Linked DNA regions of Rattus norvegicus: region 2 is linked to region 1. A link is a contact called in public Hi-C data. All regions are on one chromosome and are shown on one strand. Each heading gives the region's core, a stretch centred on a gene start, on an enhancer-like site or on the middle of the called end of the contact. The rest is flanking DNA. Distances are from core to core; before and after follow the strand shown. Region 1 holds the start of Abtb2 (ankyrin repeat and BTB domain containing 2). Region 2 overlaps Abtb2 (ankyrin repeat and BTB domain containing 2).

What was found. Hi-C and Micro-C count contacts between places; a contact is called where the count stands out from the background.
Region 2: a Hi-C map of liver shows a contact between it and region 1, with 4 times the contacts expected there. The contact joins the enhancer-like site here to the promoter of Abtb2 in region 1. A contact is called at or near these places in 5 of 12 Hi-C or Micro-C datasets (hepatocytes, kidney, liver and 1 more) and 1 of 1 datasets of contacts at active chromatin or transcription factors (oligodendrocytes).

The regions. Positions count from the first base shown.
Region 1 is chr3:110,407,937-110,411,596 of GRCr8, reverse strand. It overlaps Abtb2 (ankyrin repeat and BTB domain containing 2), which reads right to left and starts at 1,925. Exons shown (of 17, transcript NM_134403.2): 1 at 643-1,925. The coding sequence starts at 1,525. It overlaps LOC120101613 (a long non-coding RNA gene), which reads left to right and starts at 1,775. Exons shown (of 2, transcript XR_005502311.2): 1 at 1,775-1,914; 2 at 2,514-3,543. It overlaps LOC120101612 (a long non-coding RNA gene), which reads right to left and starts at 636. Exons shown (of 2, transcript XR_005502310.2): 1 at 1-636.
Region 2 is chr3:110,441,751-110,445,190 of GRCr8, reverse strand. The region is part of intron 1 of Abtb2 (ankyrin repeat and BTB domain containing 2); the gene reads right to left. It overlaps LOC120101612 (a long non-coding RNA gene), which reads right to left. Exons shown (of 2, transcript XR_005502310.2): 1 at 1-3,440. Among named protein-coding and RNA genes, the nearest start is that of Abtb2, 34 kb to the right of the region's middle. Within about 2 kb of position 2,115, at least 7 of the 93 cell types and tissues checked have an H3K27ac peak or open chromatin away from gene starts, as enhancers often do. A contact at or near this core is called in hepatocytes and liver, where this site is marked.

The DNA of each region.
Region 1 (3,660 bases), core at 676-3,175:
GAGGTTTTAATCAAATGCTTACTTGGCTAATGACAGCTGGAAAATTCAGCCCCAGAAGCCAGCATGTGGCTGTCTTTCTGGGAAGGAGATTCAAGAATCCCTGGTTTCCCTCACCCCTGGCATATAGTATATAAAGAGCTGGGAGCTCCCCCTCCACCTCCTGTCAAGAGCCCTAACTCTGAACATCATTAAGTCCTAGGTACAGCACCAAAACCTGGGCTTTCCACTCTCCTCTACTCAGCCCATTTATCCAAGGCTCAGGTTTTGAGAGTACAGATCCTTGCTGCCACTGTGCTGAAGAACCACAGTGAGGGTGAAAATAGACTCCTAGAGATCCAACTAAACAGGGCAAACCATAGCAGGGCTGCAAGCCTCACTTTAGAGAGTGGTTCAGGAGTAGTTTGGTCCAGACACCCATTCTCACCCAATTAGCGCACAGCCAACAGAACATTAATCACAACTTTATCCTCCAAAAGTTAAGAAACCTAAAAACAACCTTTGACAAGATTTCCACTTAAGAATTCTCCCAGAATTCCATTTCTCTCAGAGACGTGGTACACTTCACAGCTTGCGCCTAAGAAATCCCATTCCTGGGGTGGCCCACCCAGCCTGTTTTCCTCACCCACACCCCCTCGTGCTTACCATTGGCGTTCTTGCCGCAGATGAGATGCTCATAGGGTTGCAGGACTCCCCAGAGCTCGGCATCGTTGTTGATGACCATCTCCAAGGCCTCAGCGGATACCTCTCCGCCTCCTGCCCCTCCGCCATCAGGGCTCTGACTCGCCAGGACCCTAGCCCGGATCTCCTCCACCAAGTTCTCCATGCAAGCCGTAAGCGAGATGGCCGCATACTCATGGATGCGCACGGAGATGCGAGTGTCCACCATCCAACGGAAGAAACGGCCCACGGAGAAAGTGAGGCCGCAGCGTGCCGACTTGCCGCGGCGCAGCCCATCGCCAGCGCTCATGCTATAGAGGGACAACGCCTTGACCGCTGCCAGCGCGCAGCTCTCGGCCAGCGCCCAGCTGTGCACCAGGCGCACCGCACTCTGCACCTCGAAGCGGGTACACTTGGCGTGCAGCACGCTTAGGCGCTGCGCCTCCCGGGCCACGCGGATGAGCGCCCGGCGGAGGAGTCCGGCCAAGCGCCTCACAGCCTCGGCGGAGAATGAGGGCAGCCTCCGGCCGCCGACGCTTTTGCGGAGCACCCGAGCCACGTCTCCCTCGGTCCAAGGGAACTCCTCTAGCTCCGGGAGCCGCGGGCAGCGCGAGAAGAGGTCGGCCACTTCGGGATCCTCGGGCAGCACTGTGTTCACCGTGTCCCAGCTGTTGTGGCGGCTGTTCATGGAGCCGGAGTAGCACCACCAGGCCGCCCCGCGGTGCTGCGGCGCCGAAGAGTTGAGCGCCTGCGAGTTGGACTTGGAAGACGAAAGGCTGAGCGAGCGGCAGGAGTCGCCGGCCCCATACCCGGAGTCCAAGGTCAAGTCCTCCAGAGTCTTCAATGTGGAGCTGTACGTCCCGGCCATGGGGAGCCTCCGCGCGCGGCCTCGCCGAGCGAGGGGCTCTCACTGTTCCATGCCCACTTGCCCCGGGGAAGAGGACGGAAACCAGCTCTAGGCTCTCGGAGGCGCCCTCCCTGCTCGCCGCGCCGCGCCTCGGGGCCGCAGCATCGCCTGCGCACAGGCCGCGGGGAAGGTGGGCGAAGCTCTCAGCCGGCCAGAGCCCGACGCCGTCCGCGTCCAGCCGCGCCGCTGTCAGCGAGCAACCTCTCCGCGCTCCTCCTCTGAACTCCCGCCGCCAGCCTCAGCTTCCCTTACCGAGCGTCTAGAGCGTCCGTCACCACAGAGAAGGAATCCCGAGAGAATGGGGCGGTCACCGAAGAGCGAGGCGCCGGCTATCCGTCCCGGACCAGCCGGTGAGAAAGCGCTCCACAAACTTCTACTGGGCGCGGGTTACCGACACAGATAGGTCCACCCGAGCAGCCCGCATGCAAATACACCCGGGACCGTTCACCAATCATCAGCCACGCCGGGCAAAGGCTGTGCCAATGGTTTCCGAGAGGGGCGGGAAATATGCAAATCTTACTCGTCTTGGAGTTGGAGGTTGGGCGAAACCTCTTGGCTAGGAGGCTGAGGATGGGTTGTAGTGGGTGGGTTGGAGCTGAGGAGGGGAAAGAACAAGCGAGCGAGCTAGCAAGGAGGTGGGGCACAGAGACCCAGAAAGCAGGGGGAACCCAGAAAGCAGGCCCCAGCGCTGAGGACTATGTGCTGTCCCTTTCTCACCTTCTAAGCTTTAGACTTAGGCAGACAGCTCCTTGTGAAGCTGTGAGCAGCCAGCCCAGGAAAGTGGGAAGAGAAAACCGGGAGGAGACCCTACCCACCTTTCTAGTCGACTTTCTACCAAGCCCCTCCTCCTTCTCTTTTGAGAAACGGAAAGCTATTTATGCTTGGAGGGAGGGGAAGCACCTCTGCTTCTCTTCTCAAATCTGTCTGCTTTTGTTTATATTGCCTTTAGGCTCGGATCGGAACAGAATGTTTTAAACTGGGACCTGAAAATGGCCCGGCATCCAAAGGCCTGTGATCACACCCCTGTGTAGGTTCATACCTGTTTTCCAAGGATTACCTCGGAGGTGGGAGTTCTAATCTAAAGAATGCACGACTTCCCTATTACTGGTGTCCTGTCAGAAGGACCCTTTTTGTCCGAGGTGGAAAAGGAGTGCCTGAAGAGGAACCAGATGAAAAACGAGGACCTGCACTGAACGCCTCCTGCATGCAGGTGTTCCCTTTTAAGGACTTGCTGGAGTGACCTGCGGGTCGGCAGGTCTTCTGTCCCCTCGGGACTCGGTGCCCCCTGGGTACAGTGAATTGCTGCCTTTCAGCAGCGCCCAGGTGCACCCCAAGCGGCTCGCAAGAGAGCTACTGATTGCACAGATCCACGCCCAGCTCTCGCAGGACCAGCTGCTCCCCCATAACTATTCACACGCACGTGCACAAGCGTGCACCAGCCCCCTCCAGCAGAACTGCAAAATCAAAGCGCGGATTGTGCACAACGTTCGTCCCAAGTCCTCTTCGCCAGCTCCTGAATGGCTCCTTTGTGCTGTATTTTACAGTTCTGACCTTGGGCCGTGAGTTGGATACGAACTAAAAAAGTCTGGTTTGTCTCTTTCCTTAAATTAATGATCCCTTTCCCCGTAAAACGACTTTTTATTTGGCAGTTTTACTTAATTTTTCCTTTCCTGGAGTACATGAGACGTTGCCTCCTGATGGTTAGAATTGGAAACAGAGTCAAGGACGGAAGCACTGTGCATGGCATAAGCCATCAAATTAACAGAGTCACATTTTATAGAGGCGAAATTAGAAGTCAAATTAGAGGTTCAACTTCTCAGAAAACACGAAAAACCGTTTGATGGATTTAATACCCATTATGAGAAATATAATAAAGGAAATATCGTCCTCTAGTGGATATCTACAGGAAATAAAGTTTTTTTTCTTTGTTCATTTTCTTCAAAAATAAAGGCTTGACTGGAAAGGTACATTAACTAAAAGGGTGATTTAGAGTGCTTCTTACACAAAATATGGGATATTTGTATTGATGTATTTAAGTCACACGATGACTTAAAATGCAAACATAAATGTGCCCAGTTTGGACTGGGTGTGGTTAT
Region 2 (3,440 bases), core at 866-3,365, 33 kb before region 1:
AGGCCAGTCTGGCAACAATGTGTCTAAAATAATCAAATAGTCTAGCATGGGATGAGTTTGCTGTCCTCACAATTCCCATTTGAAAACAATCCCCTTCCCAAAGGCTACCCTGGTATCTGAGGATGTCTAGCAGCAAAAAGAACCTATTGAGCACTTACAACACACCATGAACTATTTTCATGCAACCTAATACTTAGTCTTCCCATGAACTAGGGATAATAGGTTCTACCATTCTTACTTAACAGGGAAACCGCCTCAGAGAAATATATGGAAGTTTCTAAAGCTAACAGAGCTAACACAGATGTAAGCATTGCCAAACCCACACTTCTTAAGGTCATTTCTCGATGAGTAAAACTATGTACACTAAAATGGGGACATGATTCTTGATTTGGGAATGACGTAGAGGCTGAAAGGATCAATGATAACTTATTGTTGGTGGAACAATTAATACAGGAGCTTGTGTACACTTTCTTGCTTAAGGGCTTCTGGAACCTTCTCTAGATTGAGGCCAGCAGCTGGCAGTGGGAAGACAGTAATAGGATGACCAGCGACCCTCAAACTGGAGGTGCTGGCTCCAGGGCTGACTTGCAGATGGGCCCTTTGGCCAGCTCCTGTGCACCTCAGTACTTTCCTGGGTAAGCTGTGGTCTGACCACATTTTTTAGTGTCTGGTAGCTTCTTACAGGCCACCTGGCTCAGAAGGGAAGCTAATCTCAAAGGAACAGCAGTTTATAGCACGAACTGTGTCTGCCTCCTGGTCATTTGGGAACGCCAACTCAAAACATCCCAGGAGATGTGATGACTTGTTACCATATACACACTTTACAAAGATGATATCAGTCAAGTCATATGAGCAAGAGAGATGCCATTGGAAGGGTTCATCTACCTCAGTTTCCTCATCTGCTAAACAGAGCAACAACTGGCCTTGGAATCTTTATGGAGGAATGAGTCAGCACATGATAATACTCAAAACAGTACCCAGATCTTAGGGACAGGTCACCAGGGCATGACCTGGTTAGTGCCTGGCACTAGGGTGGGGGTACTGCCTGAGGTAGAGTGAACAAGTAAACATGCTCTGGAGGCTGAGAGTTCAAGGTCCAATTTACAGAAGCAAAGGGGAAGGTCTTATGCAAGATAGCAAAGAGAAATACTACCTGGCACATTCTTTAATATCCAGTGCCCCTAAACCCTCAGGGAAATGTAGAAGGCTGCTGGTAGTGGTGGGCATTCAGTAGTATTTGTTGCATGAAAGAGAAGTGACGACAAGGCCACTCGGAGGTGTGGTTTAAGGGCCTGCTGTCTGGCATACATTGCAGTCAGTACTTCAGAGGGGCCTGATCTTTTCCCCACACCACTGCTTTGGGTTTGATAGGTCTCCTTTGAGTCCCCCTTTCAACTCTAGAGTATATATGGCTGATAAGTTGTGGAGTCTAATTGCTACCCCTGATATCCACCATTAGTGTCATTTATTTATTAGTAGAACTGGCAACACCTGTGCAAAACGAACATGGGATTAATGGGGATCAGAAACTAGAGAATATCAAGGCTGTGACTGCAGCTCATTTATTCTGAGGCTGTAGGAGACTGCACAGGTTGCCTGACCACAAAGCCTAGCCTGCTCTGAGAAGCCAAGGGAGACACCCAGCTTATAGGGTGTGGAATCAGCCACATGATGGTCCCGACAGTTTCATTTTGCAAGTTCAGTCCATCTCTAAACGACTTCTCCAGAAAGACTGCCACGTATTATCTTACGCTCCTTGCAAAATACAAAGACTGGAAAAATCCCTTCCAGAAGAGCTCAAAATTCCACATTAAAGAGAAGCCTGCACACGAGGGAGTGAGTGGGGCTGCCTTCTGGATAGTCTGCATTTGCATGCAGCCACGTGAACTACAGACACTCTATCTGTGGAAACAAGCACGCCTGGCATTTGGAAACCTAAGTGAGACCAGATCTGTGCTCGAGGAGCCCCAATTACCACAGAGCAAGCCTCCTGATTAAAACCAGCATGTTGAGCTTCCTGGGTTTCACTGGCTACGTGCCCAGTTCAGGCTGACTAGTTGCTGCCAATGAGGAGAGATGAGTCTCTGAAATCACCTGTGTCCAGGGGCCTCCTGGCCTGAGCTCTGAGAGGCTGGGCACTAGTGTCTGGCTCTCTGTGGGTTTAGAAGTCATCTTTGGGAGCTCCCTGAGACAATACAAAGCCATGATTGGGAGTCCAGGAAACTTTGGGGAATACAGGCCTTTGGAGGAGGAATGGAAACAATTAGAAGGGCTCTGGAGAAGTTCTGGGTTCCCACTTTTCACTCCTCCTCTCTTGCACTCACAACTTTCCCTCAACACCAGGAGGGAGAAAAGGATACAGTCTGGCTGGCACGGCCCTAAGGGTTTTTTTCTGCAATGCCTCTTATATGTATGTGCATAGGTCCCCTCCAACCTGACTTCCTTTTCCCTACCAGGAACGACCGAAGCTGCCATCCTCTGTGCTTTCCGGGGTCTTTCCTAGCACTTCCTAGTGGTTCTGACAAACTGACAAAACTGTATAGCCTCTAGGGCCATCAAGCTAGCAAGAGCCTTCCCTCTGTGGAGAAATACCACAGTGTTAGAATAAGTTATCTCAGCAAACTTACACAGCAATTTCAAATGACCAGCATCAAGCTGCTTATTACATGTCTGTAATTAAAATTTAGACGTAAGAAAAAAGGTTACCCTTTGACCTGACACCTGACATGACAAGAATCAACTCTGGAACCAAGTGATCAGACTAGTCAGACCAGGGCAAAAGACTCAAGCCCTGCTTCAACCAGGTGGCACTGTGGGACCTGACCTCCAGCTTCCAGTTGCTCCTTGGATAAGGGGGACGGTAGGGGAGAGGCCACAGGTCAGGCAGCAGGAAGACAGCTCTCAGCTGAGGGCACCCAACCCTGGGCAGCATGGGCCACTACACCACACTCTGGGCCACTATATTAGCATGTATGGCATAGGTATTTGAAAAGTTACAAACTGTTCCCTTTTTAACCTTTTGTCTCAAATCATCAGCAAACTGTGGCCTTTTGGTATAAGCAAGAACTCCTCACAGAAAGAGGCTCTCACTTTCTATCAATAGTTTCATTTTAGAATCCACTTTGAGTCTTCTGATCTACGTGGGAGCAGAAAATAGTGTTGTGATGGTGCTTCTCTCTCTGTTCTCCCGCCCCCACACCCCAACCCACCCCTAAGTGTAGTACAAACATGTTTGCCTCAAATATTTCATCACTAAGTCTCAGGCTGAGCTGTGAAAATAGCAATGCCAAGATACTGTTTCCGTTGGTCTTACTGGAGCCCAAATTTTACAGATAATCTGTGAGTGCAAAAAATATATATTTTTAAAATCTTCATTCAACCCAAATATGATAAAGCTGTAGATAAAATACCTCCTAAGAATAAGCAGAGATCACCTGGTC